Linked DNA regions of Mus musculus: all the other regions are linked to region 1. A link is a contact called in public ChIA-PET and Hi-C data. All regions are on one chromosome and are shown on one strand. The core of a region is the stretch at or near the end of the contact, and the rest is flanking DNA. Distances in the headings are between cores, read along the strand shown.

Region 1 (3,210 bases), core at 204-2,703:
AACCCCTGAGCCATCTCAAGACTTTGGCATTTTATAGCCAGTCACAGCTAAGTGAAAGCTGAGTAGGTGCTTGCACAGCAAGCATGAGGACCGGGGTTCGATCCCCAGAACCCACTGTTAAGGAGCTGAATGTGGTGGTGCAAACTTGTAATCCCTACACTGGGGGAAGGGGGACATGGAGATTGGCAGATCCCCAGGGTGCCTTGGCCACCCAGCCTTGTCTTCTTGGCAAACTTCAGACTAATGAGAGAACCTGTTTCAAAAATTCAAAGGAGAAGGTGGATTGTGCATGTGGAACAGCACCTATGGCTGTCCTCTGACCTCCACACACATGTGACATATGTCCATGTATACATACATGCACACACACACACACACATGCACACATGTATATGCACATATACACACATGCACACCTGTGTACACATATATACACATGTGTATGCACACACATATAAGCACATGCATGCATGCACACACATGCACATGTGTGTACACATACCCACACATGTATACACACACCCACACATGTGTGTACATACACATACACACATGCGTATATACACAAATATACATAACTGCACACATACATACATGTATACATATGTATACACACACAGCTTTCTACACCTACACACACACATAGAAACACACGCACGCGCGCGCACACACACACACACCGCTTTCTGTCTGGTTCTGAAACTCAGAGAGCTAGTCCCTTCCCATGGGGCTTATCAGCTTCTTGGGAATAATGACATCAAATCCTGCTCAGGACAGACTCTGGGGATGGAATTGCCCTCAATTCCAGAGAGAATGTGGTAAGAGACCTCATGGCATAGCAGAAACTTGGCGGGGGGTGGGGGGGTGGGGTGCTATTACTTATTTTTAAAGCTCTATTTGGAAATAACTTCCTGGTGATAGAGACTATTTTCTCTCTGGACTTGATTTCTCAGTTGTTACTTTTCATTTGCTATCTTGTGAACTGTCGCAGCAGACAGTTCTCTCCTTCCTGACCACCCTAATGTGTATTTCCCAAGAAGGATGCTCTCTTTCATAAGCCAGGTGCACTTATCAAAATCAGAAACAGGCCTTGATATGGCCGAGTCTTCTAACCACAGAGAGAGCTTTCCAACCGTCCTTCTGACACGTGCTCTCTGATCCGGTGGGGAGCTGTATCTTCAGAGGAACCGGAAATGCTCCGGGTTCCTAGTGGGGTACCAGGACTTGCTGAAAGGGAAAGGGTTGCACTCTCACCACAGAAACGTCTACTATGAGCTGCCACTCAGCTCTCTCCTAGGACAACATCTGCTTCATCTTGTGGCCCACTCCTTTCTCAGAGCCACTGAAGACAAGGTTTTTAAAGAGTTAAGCATCTGCCGGAGGAGTCTGGGCTGACAGTTTTTCCCTTCCCGTCCCCTGCTCCCCGGTGCCAGCTTCCTCCCCCTCCCTGTCTGCCCCGTGTCTGACACTGAAGCCACAACAGACACTGTAGAAGAGGCAGACACTCACCCTGTCAACACCTCTTTGGCTGCCTGACTCCCAGTCCTGTTAGTCTCAGGGGGTCATGAGCAGACAGGGTACTTCTAATACTAGATGACTTAATCCCTTCAGCTGGTGAAGAGAAGGCGCTGGCTGCCAGTTGGCCAGGTGATGGAAATTAGACAGGAGCAACGGTAGGGTGTGCCCGCTCTGCCCCGATGTGACAATCATTGCACCTCCCCTCACAGGGTCTGGCTAGACCCAGACTCCAAATACCAGGCAAGCAAAATCTTCAGTGGTTATTCTGGGATTTTCATTTCTAAAAGCCTTTCTGGGCCCTTCTCTGCAAATGTGGAAATCAGTTCAGCATGCTCTTCCCTAACAGGCTTCGCTCCCAGCCGCCTTCTCGTGCTTGGGAACAGACATGCTCTAGGATTGGCTCCCAGGATGGCCTGTTAACCAAGTACACCCACGTGACTTTTGTAGCGACGCTTCTGGACCTTCCAGAAGGACGGAAGGATGAGTGAGCTAATGATCAGATCTGGGAATCAGTCACATGCGCTTTTCCAGAACGTTCTCACAGTCTCAAACAGATGTGTTCCATTAACACACACACACACACACACACACACACACACACACACACTGTTGTAAAGTATGCACAGATAAAACAAAGTATGAAGGAGAAATGTTGGTGAGGGTTGCATAGCTTCGTTCCTATTCAGTTGAAAATGAGAATGTGCATCTAGGTGCGATTTGGTGTGTTCTAAATCATCCAACTTCCAGATCTCCCAGAGCTGCTTAAATGCCAGCCCAGCCCAGCCCCACCCAGCCCAGGCCCGCCCAGCCCCACTGAATTCAGACCTGGAGTTTACCAAGAGGCCTGACTGATCTGCACACAAGTCAAAATGGGAGCACCCCCCAGTCAAGCACAGCAACCATGCTAGGAGTCATCAGAGCAACTCAAATCCTCAAAAGAAAGCTCACGGAAAAGAAATGGCTACCGTACAATGAGTGCAAGCATGTATTTATCAAAGACCGAGCAACTCTGTTGTACTATATATTTTTTTCTAGTTCAGAGTTACCCAGCTTACGCAAATAAAGACATGGTACACTCACTCGAATTTAAATTTGAGAGAAATATTGAACTACATCTTGCTATATCCCAAGCAATACACGGACATACTTGTACTGAAAAATTAACCAGCAATTTATATGTAACCAGCCATCTACTATTTAATCTCACCGCAGGGACTTCAGTGTATGAAAGGTTGTCTGACTCTTTCATGTGACTTTTTCTAAGCCAAGCAGAAGCAGTAAGTTATGACACCCTCAAAAGGATTTCAGTTGTACAACAAAACATTTGAAGAAACAACCACCTAAAATATCCATATTGAGTAGGTGTGTGTGTGTGTGTGTGTGTGTATGTGTGTGTGCATGTGAAGCAAACCTTGGGTTTTACACATGCTAGTCCATTACTCAAATACCGTGATCTATCCCTAGGCCATCATTTAAAAAAAAAGTAAAACCCCACAAAAACTATTGGTTCCTATTGTTACTTGTAGATGATATTTGTGAGGATGAACAATGACAGCAGTCCAATCAGCTGTACAATGCTGGGCCTTATCACTTCCCCATCTGGTTTTCAATATGGCCACCAAGAGCAGGCTGCCCTGAGAGCTAGCATCTGCCTTCCCCTGGATGGAGTTGCTGCTTTGCAACTCCAGGCTC
Region 2 (3,210 bases), core at 312-2,811, 460 kb before region 1:
CACTGGGCTCCGAGGGCACTGAATCGACATCCGGGCTTCCAGTCTGAATGCCTGACTGTTGGGGCCCATATCTCCTAAGAGGCCAAAATGAATAAATCCTGTTCCAGAGCGCCCAAAGGCACGCCAAGTCATGAATTCCCACTGTGCCCCACCGTGCCTCAGTTTACCATGGTTGTTCCAGGGATCCCTCATTACCAAGAGGTCAAACCCATGAGGCCCCCTCGTCTACAGCACAAGAGGACCATGGTGGCCAAGAAAAGCTTGTTGATGTTGGAATTCAAAAGTCTAAAAATTAGGAGTTTAAATTGCATCACCCCCATTTCTAAAGGAAGCAGGAAGGGGGCATCCAGTGGCTCGGTTACTACTTCTTGGGCTTTTTGATTTATCTCCAAAGAGTTTTGATGGAGAAGGGAAGGAGACAAAATTAAATCCAGGGACATTTAACTCTGTACTTAAAACAATGACAAGCACACCTAGGCTAGGTTACTAGCACTGTTGTTGTTTTATTTAAAGCTAAGATGTCTTCCAATTTGATATAGATTTTTGTCACTGAGAGATGATATAGAAATAATGAAAAGAAATCAAACTTCAAACAGAAATACAAAGCAGTGTCTGCAGTAAAAAGCTATAAACAATAGGTAAGGCAAGAGAAACATTTACATTTAGTACAGACCAAACAGACAAGAAGGGACTTGCTGGCCCAAGATAGCTCATATTTTGTTGAACTTCTCTGTTCTTCAAGTATCAGGAAGTTGGGCCAAATGTCAGCTGTCTTCTCTGCTCTGAGGACTTCCCAGCACTGTTCTTGGCTAGCCTATTCTTAGTTTGAAACTGGCATTTTCCAACAATTTTACAGGTTGAAATTAAAGCAACAACTTAGTTACTGCAAATTCTCTAATCTTCCAGAGTTTCAAAGAGGCTGTGGAATGGAACGTAGAATTTATCTGAGATGACATTTAACACATAGCTAGGGATCATGGTCTTCCGGCCAGAATTTTATTTATTTATTTATTTATTTATTTATTTATTGGAAAGCATATTCCATCAGCACCCATGGTCTTTGAACTTCCCTGATAAAGGTATGTTTATATTTTTGTGCTCTGGTGTACCAGGGGCTAAACAAATTCTTTTATTACAGTATTATAAAATCTACTGCAAGTCACCTAGACAACTTTGTAGACGGTATCTGCAAATATTGTGTAGTATGGAGCAGATTTCCCAGTTTCTCGGCAGTGAAATTAAGTGTTTCTTCTATGCTGAGATAAACAGTCTATAGGTGGAAAGAGGGGTGGAGGATGGGAGGACTAATTAGCATAATTTTAATCAATTTTCAAGGGACTTCATGATTGTAAGTCTCCTGATAATTCTGAAGATTAAAGCGGAGGACTTAACAAGATTCCGGAAGGTTCCGGGAGATGCTCTTCTACAAGTGATCTGAACAGGGCTTCACATCATCCGATTTTTATCTGGGGGTGGTGGCGGCAGCAGGGAATAGGATAAGTCCTGCAGGGTTAACCCCTAAAGAGATTCCGGAATCTTAATTCACATGTAAATGTAAAGACTGTTGGTAGAAACTGCTTCTGTGTGTTTGGTAGGAGCTGGCACACAGAGGGGCCAGGGCCCATAGAAAATACAGCAAGGAAGATGGTCTGTTTCCAAGTCCAGCTTCCTCTTAAACCCAGCCTTTAAATCTCCTTTCCCTCCGCAAATTCTATCTACTGACTGGTGAGCTCCTTGAAGCAGCCGTCCCTCTGTGGGACAGCATAGGTGGTGACAGATATTAATCCAGAGGTCTGATTTTTCAACTTCCCTGTCCACCGTGACCTTTGTCATGGCTCCTGGCTGTCACTCAGGGAAACACACTGAGGTCTTTCCAAAATCATTTGTAAAGGGGAATCTCTACGGCAGTGATTATTTTTGTTAAAAGGAAAAAATTATTTTTCGTGGCTTGTAAAGGCAATGTGTAAGGTCTTTAATTCTTTTGAAAAGAAAAATAAACATTTCCATGTGGTAGCTCAAGACGGGACCACGTCAACTCCTGAAGACCATTTTAAAAATCAGTTATTTAGTGTCTTGATAAACTGGGATTCCCTGGTAGACTAAGACGAAGAAGAACAACCACAACCACAACAATAACAACAACAACAACCACAGCAACAAAGCTCAGAAAAGACCCAATTTCTTCCCTCAAGGAAGCCACAGTCCCTTTAGCTAGGCTGGCAGGGAGATCTACCTTAACTGGCCCTTTCCTTGACTACAATAAGTTTGATTTCTCTCTGTTCTCTGAAAGTGACCTTAGGGCTGAGCCCAGATAGGTCCCTCTCAGGGTAAACAGAAGACAACACCAGCTAAATTTGTTTTTCTAAAGGAATTGGGACGGATTCCCCAATACTTGGAAGGGAAGGAAAACCCGAGTGCCTGGCTCCCCTTCAGACTCTCAACCCCACCTCTACCCCTTTAAAAAGTTGCTTTCACAACAGTGGTAAAGGTGGCAATTCTACAGACAGAGTCAGCAGCAAATTCTACTTCTATGATTTTTTTTTTTAATGTGGATGGTCTTTTTAGCATGAAAAGGGGAACCGGACAGCACTTGTCAAAAAGTGAGCGCTATTCATTGTAATTAGATCAAGATCCAGCTGAGGCCTGGAACTACGAAAAGCTTAAATTAAATTAATCTCCCTCCTAAATGAGACAATTATTCAGCTAAATTGAAAAAAAGAAAAAAGAAAAAGGAGAGCAGCTTCCCTTTTCAGCTCGGGTCCCGCCTTCTTAGCCTTTTAAAAACACAACTTGACAGAGTCTTTTTGCTCTCAGCTGTACCTTTTAAAACCCACCTCAGGAGAAGACCAAAGAAGAGAATCTAAATTCCTCCAGCTCCCTGCCAGAGTTGTAGGGTGGTTCTTTCTTTCTTCTTCTTCTTCTTATTCTTTTTTTTTTTAAACCGCCCGAGGTTGTTTATATATAGCTTCTGAAAGCCAAGTTTTAGACGCAACACAAAGCTAGGGCAAGATCAGGGTGAAAAGCGACCTGACCAACGTGAGCTGCCCACCTGAAGTTGCCGGGTCTACAAGGCCCCTTGCTCAAACAGAAAAGCTGCTGGATTGGACCTTTTTGGGTGTCGGTAGACACCTTGTCACCTTTCTTGCCTGGGGCTTAATTTAGGTGAGCCAGCGATAATATTCTGGAGGTTCCAGAAAAAGCAACAGGATT
Region 3 (3,210 bases), core at 469-2,968, 430 kb after region 1:
ATTGCTGTGAGTCAAGGTCTCTCACTTAACCTGGAACTCACCGCTGGACTAGGCCAGCTGGCCAGCGAGCCTCCTTAATTCTCCTGGTTCCACCTACATCCACTGGTTTCTGCCTATCCCCACCCCAGGCCCCGGGAAAACAGGCTGCCATCCCAGCTTGCATGCCGGTCGTCACCATCAGGCCAGCTCCCCAGCCGCATTTACTTAACTTGTAAAATGTAAACCTGTTAACACAGCCACATTTGTTCATCAGGAACTCTCAGGACTTCCCTAATGGCACACATGATAAGCAGCCTCGGGACTGAAACCTTGGGCCCACACCTTGCGCAGCACAGCGTGCGTCTCCTCGATGACGTCAGAGCATATTTTCTGGGCCACGCCCAAGCTTGTCTTCTCGTTTGTATCGGAGATGACTTCGCCAAGGAGCACCTTTTTCCAGGATGTGCTAGAGCAGAAATATTCAATAAAGTCATTTCAGCAGGTCCCCGTTACCGGAGATGGCACTCACTCTGCAAGATGACACACAGCACGCCCATTCTTCCGGAGCACAGTGAAGCTCGGCTCCTAAGCCGTGACATCATTCAGCTCCTGAGTGGGAGCCACCAGCACGGAGGAAGAAAGAGGAGCAGAGTAAATCAAGGGCCAGCTAGTCAGTCGGCTCCCGGCCAGCAGAGACTGGATTCTATTTTCACAGCAGTCCTGGGTCTGGTGGACAAGTCATTGAAGTCACACCCACCAGCTACAGGGGCACAAGGGGCAGAAACACAAAACCGGAAGGCCAGGCTCTGGCAAATGGCCACAAGACTCAGCAGCTGTAGCACTGTGTGCTCCTTTAAGGGAAAGTTTTTCCTAAAAGGTGACAGCCACAAACACAGCTCACTGCCACACGCCCTCCAAATGGAAGGAGTCTGCAGCTAGGCCATCCTCTACACCCAGGTGAGTCAGTCACTCACGGTGCCTTGGCTTGCAGAGGTGAAGGCTCTGGGGTGTGACTGGCAGCCCTAACCCCTTAGAAAGGGTGAGGAGCCTGAGCAAGATGAACGTCTACACTGGGTTCTTCTACCCGGCTCCTTTCACGAAAAAGGCCTTCAGCGGGGCTGGTTAGGACAGTTAGAGGGTTGTGGTTAGAAGCTTGCTTACCACAGGAAAAGCCACCCACTGGCAGATGTGCCCTGAACAGTGACAGCGCTGACAATACTCAGTCACCAGGGGTCACCTGGACAGAGGGGCAAGTTCTCAGAGCCACGCACTCTGGAAGGCTAAGGCCCCTGAAAGCAGCGGGGCACAGTCCACTCCTTCCCTCTAAATCCAAGCCTCCCAAACCCCTCAGCTTCACCAGGAAGTAGGCGCAGCTTGTACGTAATGCAGGGGAGACTTACAAGCGCTCGGCTTCCAGACACAGCAACTTGAGAGCCGTGAGTAGCCTCCAGGACGGCCCATCCCATCCAAACGTCAGATTTCTACAAAAGAGAAGCAGGCAACACCAAATGTGTCGCGTAGAAACGACTCCGTGGCAAGCACCCAAGGAAGCCAGCAGTGGCTTTGAACAAGTACAATGCTAGGTCACCTCCACACAGAGGCGAGAAAATCAGGCTGCGGCTACGACGAATGAAGCTGGGTAACACCAGCCTCTGTGTGGGTCACTCCACACAAACGGAACCTGCTCTGACTGCTCTGGGCTGTGCTGGCTAGTTGATGTCATCTTTACACAAGCTAGAGTCACCGGAAAGAAGAGAACCTCAGCTGAGGAACTGCCTCCCTCAGATCCAGCTGCAGAGCACCTTCTTAATCAGTGAACAATGGCGCAGGGCCCCGCCCACTGTGGGTGGAGTCATCCCTGGGCAGGTGGTCCTGGGCTCTATGAGCAAGCAGGAGGAGCAAGCCAAGAGGAACAAAACAGTAAGTAGCTGTCTTAGTCAGGACTTCTATTCCTGCACTAACATCATGACCAAGAAGCAAGATGGGGAGGAAAGGGTTTATTCGGCTTACACTTCCACATTGCTGTTCATCACCAAGGAAGTCAGGACTGGAACTCAAGCAGGTCAGGAAGCAGGAGCTGATGCAGAGGCCATGGAGGGATGTTCATTACTGGCTTGCTTCCCCTGGCTTGCTCAGCCTGCTCTCTTATAGAACCCAAGACTACCAGCCCAAGGATGGCACCACCCACAAGGGGCCTTTCCCCCTTGATCACTAATTGAGAAAATGCTTTACAGTTGTATCTCATGGAGGCATTTCCCCAACTGAAGCTCCTTTCTCTGTGATAACTCCAGCTGTGTCAAGTTGACACACAAAACCAGCAGTGCAGCAGCACCCCTCCATGGCCTCTGCATCAGCTCCTGCCTCCAGGCTTCTGCCGTGCTTGAGTTCCTGTGATGTGGAAGTGTGAGCCAAATGAACCCTTTCCTCCCAGACTTGCTTTTGGTCATGGTGTTTTATCACAGCACTAGTAACCCTAACTAAGACAAGGCTAAAAGCCATTTCCAATCAATTTCAGCCAGACACTGAACTTGGTCACGGGACCACAGCAAGCGGCCTGGTAACTACATCACACGTTTACAGTGAGATGAACACAGAGACCCTGGTCATCCCGGAGAGCAAACAGCCACTGTCGCTGTGTACCCAAAAAACCTGATTTTATCCAGAAAAGAAGACGTGAAAGAGCTGGGGATCCGGTGTAGGTCACCGTCCCTGATGTTCTGCTAGGGACCAGCATGGCCTGTGACAGCGCAGCTCCACCCCACCTGACCCGGGCCTGGGTCACGGACAGGACTGTTTCAAGCTTGACTCTCACCCCTTGAGTGCCTAGGACAACAAGCCCAACTTGCTACAGTCTAAGAGCTTAATAAACACCCACCTGACAGCCAACACAGAGACAGGAGGGTCACACTTACAGAAACCAGAGCCAGGAGTATTCCCATGGGAACTCCCTGAAGGGATAATTTCCAGACAGAAAAGCCTTACCCTGTAAAGCCATGATCCTTCAAAATGGTTATCTTCCTGTGGAGCTGCTTATCTGCTGCAGGGAGGAACTTAACCAGCATGTCTGCATTAGAGAGGAGACCATCAGACTTAGGATGTGATTCAGATAAAGCACATGCCCCTCTCCCTCCCATCAGCCGCCCACGATAACCAGAGTGTCTGCCAGTTCACACCAAGTGTCCTCTTTAGGACAGCTCGCTGAGATCCCGGCTCCCTGAAGAGCTGTGAGCT
Region 4 (3,210 bases), core at 479-2,978, 370 kb before region 1:
GAGTGTCTTCCAGACTGCATAGATCTGTGGCCTCGGGTCCTTCCTAACAATTCTCCATGCTGATATTCAAATCCATTGCTTTGTGCTGCGGGGCCCTGTGTAATCCCGAAGTTGACAGACATGTCTCTTTCCTGCAGATGGTCTAAGATGGCTTCCATAATCAGACACATCCCACACGCTCCTCTCCCCCCCTCCCCCCATTCCTCCTGCTCAGGGTCCTTTACAGAGTCCTCTCTGCATTTGGGGTACATCTGGTGTGGGGGTTTTTGCAAGCTGGGGTAGCAAAGTCAGGGCCAGCCCCACCCCATGTGTGGGCTGAGGGAGTGGTCACCTGGGACCCTGTGCAGTGTCTCACTTTCTCCCTCTCTCTCTCACGATGCACGTGTTTCCCTAGCTACTGTATCTAAATGTCTACCCTTCAGGATTTATGCTTTGAGGATAGCTATCACATCTCGGCTGGGCCCATCAGGAAAGGGCTGAACTTTTTTTCTGTGAATATCTTGGCTTCCCTAATTTCCTTCCTCTTCAAAGAATTTACGGACACCAGAAAGTTTGAGAAAGGATGAAGAGAAGCCAATTTGACTCAAGTGGGGACCACAGAGATCAACCTTATTTCCCTAAGAAAGCCCTTGTGGGCCTCCTCAGAAAGCCGCCATGTCTAGAGAGCATGACAGGACAGTCGGAGATAAGAGGAGCTGTCCCTGTGGATCTTGGCTCCCTCCCACCTTTCCCCTGCCACACTCATCTTCCTCCTTTTGGGAGATCTTTTTTAGGCTTTGAGCACCAGATGCCTCAAATTTGGAGAGTGAGGGAGAGCCAGAGAGCCTCATCCACTTAGTCAGCTCTGGTTGTCTTCTGTCCTAAACAAACCACAAACTGCCTCACCCCAACACATACACGGTAAGCACAGCCCCAGAGTGGATGTCCCTGTCCCACCCTGGCCTATCCACCATAAGCACTGCCCCTAAGTGGATGTCCCAGAATAGAACCCCTTGCCTCAAAGAGGCCAGCCTCCAAAGCTCTCTTTCACTAAGCAGAGGGGTGCATGGTAAGTGGGTAAGTTACAGGTCAGCATAGGGGTCCCAGAATTCAGGCCTGAGGGCGAACAGGGCACAGCTGGGCAGAGAGGGCCTTTATCTCCTGCCAGTTGGACCCAGAGATGGTTTTGGAGGCTGGAGTGCTCTGTGTGTTCCTGGCAGATGTTTCCCAAGCTACTCTGGTGGCTGTGGCTCCGGGCCTGGCCCAGAATAACACATTGTTAGCATATGTTAACAGTCTGCCTTTTCTCCAAAGATCACATAATGCTTTCCACTTAGTGTCTGTCTCGCAAGTGTTACTATCTGTTTTATGGTCAACAAAACCGAGATACAGTGAGGTTGGGGAGCACCCACATCTGAGTGGGAATGGGTTGGGGGGTTTGACCCTGGAGACCTGTGCTTCCTGAGTCTCAGCTGTTATTCACCAAGTGCCCTCCTCGACGGTTCCTTCCAGAATGCTCTCTCTGACTGACTGATCTCAAGATCTGGTAGGAGTTAAAAGGAACACATATGTTCTGATCTCCTCAATCTCTCTCTCTCTCTCTCTCTCTCTCTCTCTCTCTCTCTCTCTCACACACACACACACACACACACACACACACACACACACACACACACACACACTGCAGTGTTTAGCATGTGGTGACAGATGAAAGAGGAGGGACTCTGTTTCGGTACAGGGTTTTGTGACCACACATGGTTTCTTTCCTTCGCCCCAGAGGAAGCACATGAAATCAAGACTGAGCTCGAGGGTTGCCCACCTCCCTCCCCTCCCTCCTCTCCCTCCCCTCCCTTCCCTCCCTTCCCTCCCTTCCCTCCTGTTCTTCCTCCATCTGAAGCCCTACTCTTTCTGTCCCCTGAACTTTCTTAGTAACTGGTCACTGATACCATTCCACAGAAAGAGGAACCACCAGGCTGAAGTGAAGTGGAAATTTCCAGAAGACTTCAGTGGCTCTGAACAAGGACAGCGCCATGCTGCTGGGGCAGGAGAGGCTTGCAGGGAGGCTGCTGATTTAGGGTGTGCTGACTCCCTCGTAGGCAGAGGGCTCCATAACTGTCACTCAAACGAAAGCAAGAGATTTCCTGGGTGGAGACACCTAAGAGGAGCTAGAAATGTAGAAAGCCAAGTCCTTAGGAAAATAACTACAGAGCAAAAGTTGCCAGGACTGAAGATTACAAAGCACAGCCTGGAAATTAAAGACCTAAATGAATGGAAAGACAAAACCACTGAGAGACTGTGCTCCATGCCATTGAGAGACTGTCCTCCATGCCATTGAGAGACTGTGCTCCATGCCATTGAGAGACTGTGCTCCATGACTTTGAGAGACTGTGCTCCATGCCATTGAGAGACTGTGCTCCATGCCATTGAGAGACTGTGCTCCATGACTTTGAGAGACTGTGCTCCATGACATTGAGAGACTGTGCTCCATGCCATCGAGAGACTGTGCTCCATGACATTGAGAGACTGTGATCCATGCTTTTGAGAGACTGTGATCCATGCCATTGAGAGGACAATCAAGCAATCTACAGATTGAATGTAGTACTTACTGAAATCCCAATGGAATCTCTCTTTCTCTCTCTCACTCTCTCCATGAGTGTGTGTGTGTGTGTGTGTGTGTGTGTATGTATATGTGTGCACACATATATGTGCAGATGTGTGTGGAGGTAGGAGGTGGGGAAACATACCTCAGATAGTGTTTGATAGTGCTCTGTTGTGGTTGTTTTTCTTTTTCCTAGACAGGGTCTCTCACGGCCTGGACCTTACTGAGTAGGTGAGGCTGGCTCACTTGATGTATTTCTCACCATTGAGGATCGCCATCTTTGGTCACTGCCACATTACCAGGACAGAACACATAATAAGCACATAGACAATCCTCAAGATAACAACTTACTAAATGCACACGGAGGAGATAAATATATCTGCACCTTGCCCTTTTGCAATAAAGCAAGCGAATACGAGGGGAATTTTGTAGTGCCCTGGGGAGCACAGCCGTGCTGGACGGTGAATTGTCACCACACACGTGAAGAAGCAGTGCTGATTTCTTTTGCTTCCTCCATCTGAGAAGCAAGTTTGTTCCTCTGGGCTGTCTCCAGATCCTCACATCCAAGGCTTGGCTCTCTGGATCACAATCCATGTGAAATCACTTCCCCATCTGAGAAAGTCATCAGGGGA

The links. A called contact is a pair of places that touch in the nucleus more often than the background predicts. ChIA-PET counts read pairs in DNA pulled down with a chosen protein or histone mark.
Region 2: a contact with region 1 is called in a Hi-C map of the 63-12 cell line, with 5 times the contacts expected there. The contact joins two enhancer-like sites. A contact is called at or near these places in 4 of 15 datasets of contacts at CTCF or cohesin (the NIH/3T3 cell line, large pre-B cells and thymocytes), 53 of 484 Hi-C or Micro-C datasets (the 63-12 cell line, B cells, CD4 T cells and 36 more), 36 of 115 datasets of contacts at active chromatin or transcription factors (the 230-238 cell line, DN3 thymocytes, the SCID.adh cell line and 26 more) and 4 of 9 other capture datasets (adipose tissue, embryonic stem cells, liver and 1 more).
Region 3: an RNA polymerase II ChIA-PET map of memory CD8 T cells shows a contact between it and region 1, with 6 read pairs. The contact joins two enhancer-like sites. A contact is called at or near these places in 1 of 15 datasets of contacts at CTCF or cohesin (embryonic stem cells), 5 of 484 Hi-C or Micro-C datasets (CD4 T cells, double positive thymocytes and embryonic stem cells), 1 of 115 datasets of contacts at active chromatin or transcription factors (memory CD8 T cells) and 1 of 9 other capture datasets (embryonic stem cells).
Region 4: a contact with region 1 is called in an RNA polymerase II ChIA-PET map of memory CD8 T cells, with 13 read pairs. The contact joins two enhancer-like sites. A contact is called at or near these places in 1 of 484 Hi-C or Micro-C datasets (nephron progenitors) and 4 of 115 datasets of contacts at active chromatin or transcription factors (T-cell acute lymphoblastic leukemia, fibro-adipogenic progenitors, memory CD8 T cells and 1 more).

The regions. Positions count from the first base shown.
Region 1 is chr16:93,151,813-93,155,022 of GRCm38.p6, forward strand. No RefSeq gene overlaps it. Among named protein-coding and RNA genes, the nearest start is that of Gm30474, 21 kb to the left of the region's middle. Within about 2 kb of position 1,454, at least 83 of the 459 cell types and tissues checked have an H3K27ac peak or open chromatin away from gene starts, as enhancers often do. A contact at or near this core is called in the 63-12 cell line, the G1E-ER4 cell line, T-cell acute lymphoblastic leukemia and 2 more, where this site is marked.
Region 2 is chr16:92,691,595-92,694,804 of GRCm38.p6, forward strand. The region is part of intron 3 of Runx1 (runt related transcription factor 1); the gene reads right to left. Among named protein-coding and RNA genes, the nearest start is that of Gm30281, 69 kb to the right of the region's middle. Within about 2 kb of position 1,562, at least 18 of the 459 cell types and tissues checked have an H3K27ac peak or open chromatin away from gene starts, as enhancers often do. A contact at or near this core is called in the 63-12 cell line and the G1E-ER4 cell line, where this site is marked.
Region 3 is chr16:93,584,858-93,588,067 of GRCm38.p6, forward strand. It overlaps Setd4 (SET domain containing 4), which reads right to left. Exons shown (of 12, transcript NM_145482.3): 9 at 2,962-3,043; 10 at 1,380-1,460; 11 at 322-445. Among named protein-coding and RNA genes, the nearest start is that of Setd4, 17 kb to the right of the region's middle. Within about 2 kb of position 1,719, at least 118 of the 459 cell types and tissues checked have an H3K27ac peak or open chromatin away from gene starts, as enhancers often do. A contact at or near this core is called in double positive thymocytes and memory CD8 T cells, where this site is marked.
Region 4 is chr16:92,785,248-92,788,457 of GRCm38.p6, forward strand. All of the region lies in intron 2 of Runx1 (runt related transcription factor 1), which reads right to left. Among named protein-coding and RNA genes, the nearest start is that of Gm30281, 25 kb to the left of the region's middle. Within about 2 kb of position 1,729, at least 78 of the 459 cell types and tissues checked have an H3K27ac peak or open chromatin away from gene starts, as enhancers often do. A contact at or near this core is called in T-cell acute lymphoblastic leukemia and memory CD8 T cells, where this site is marked.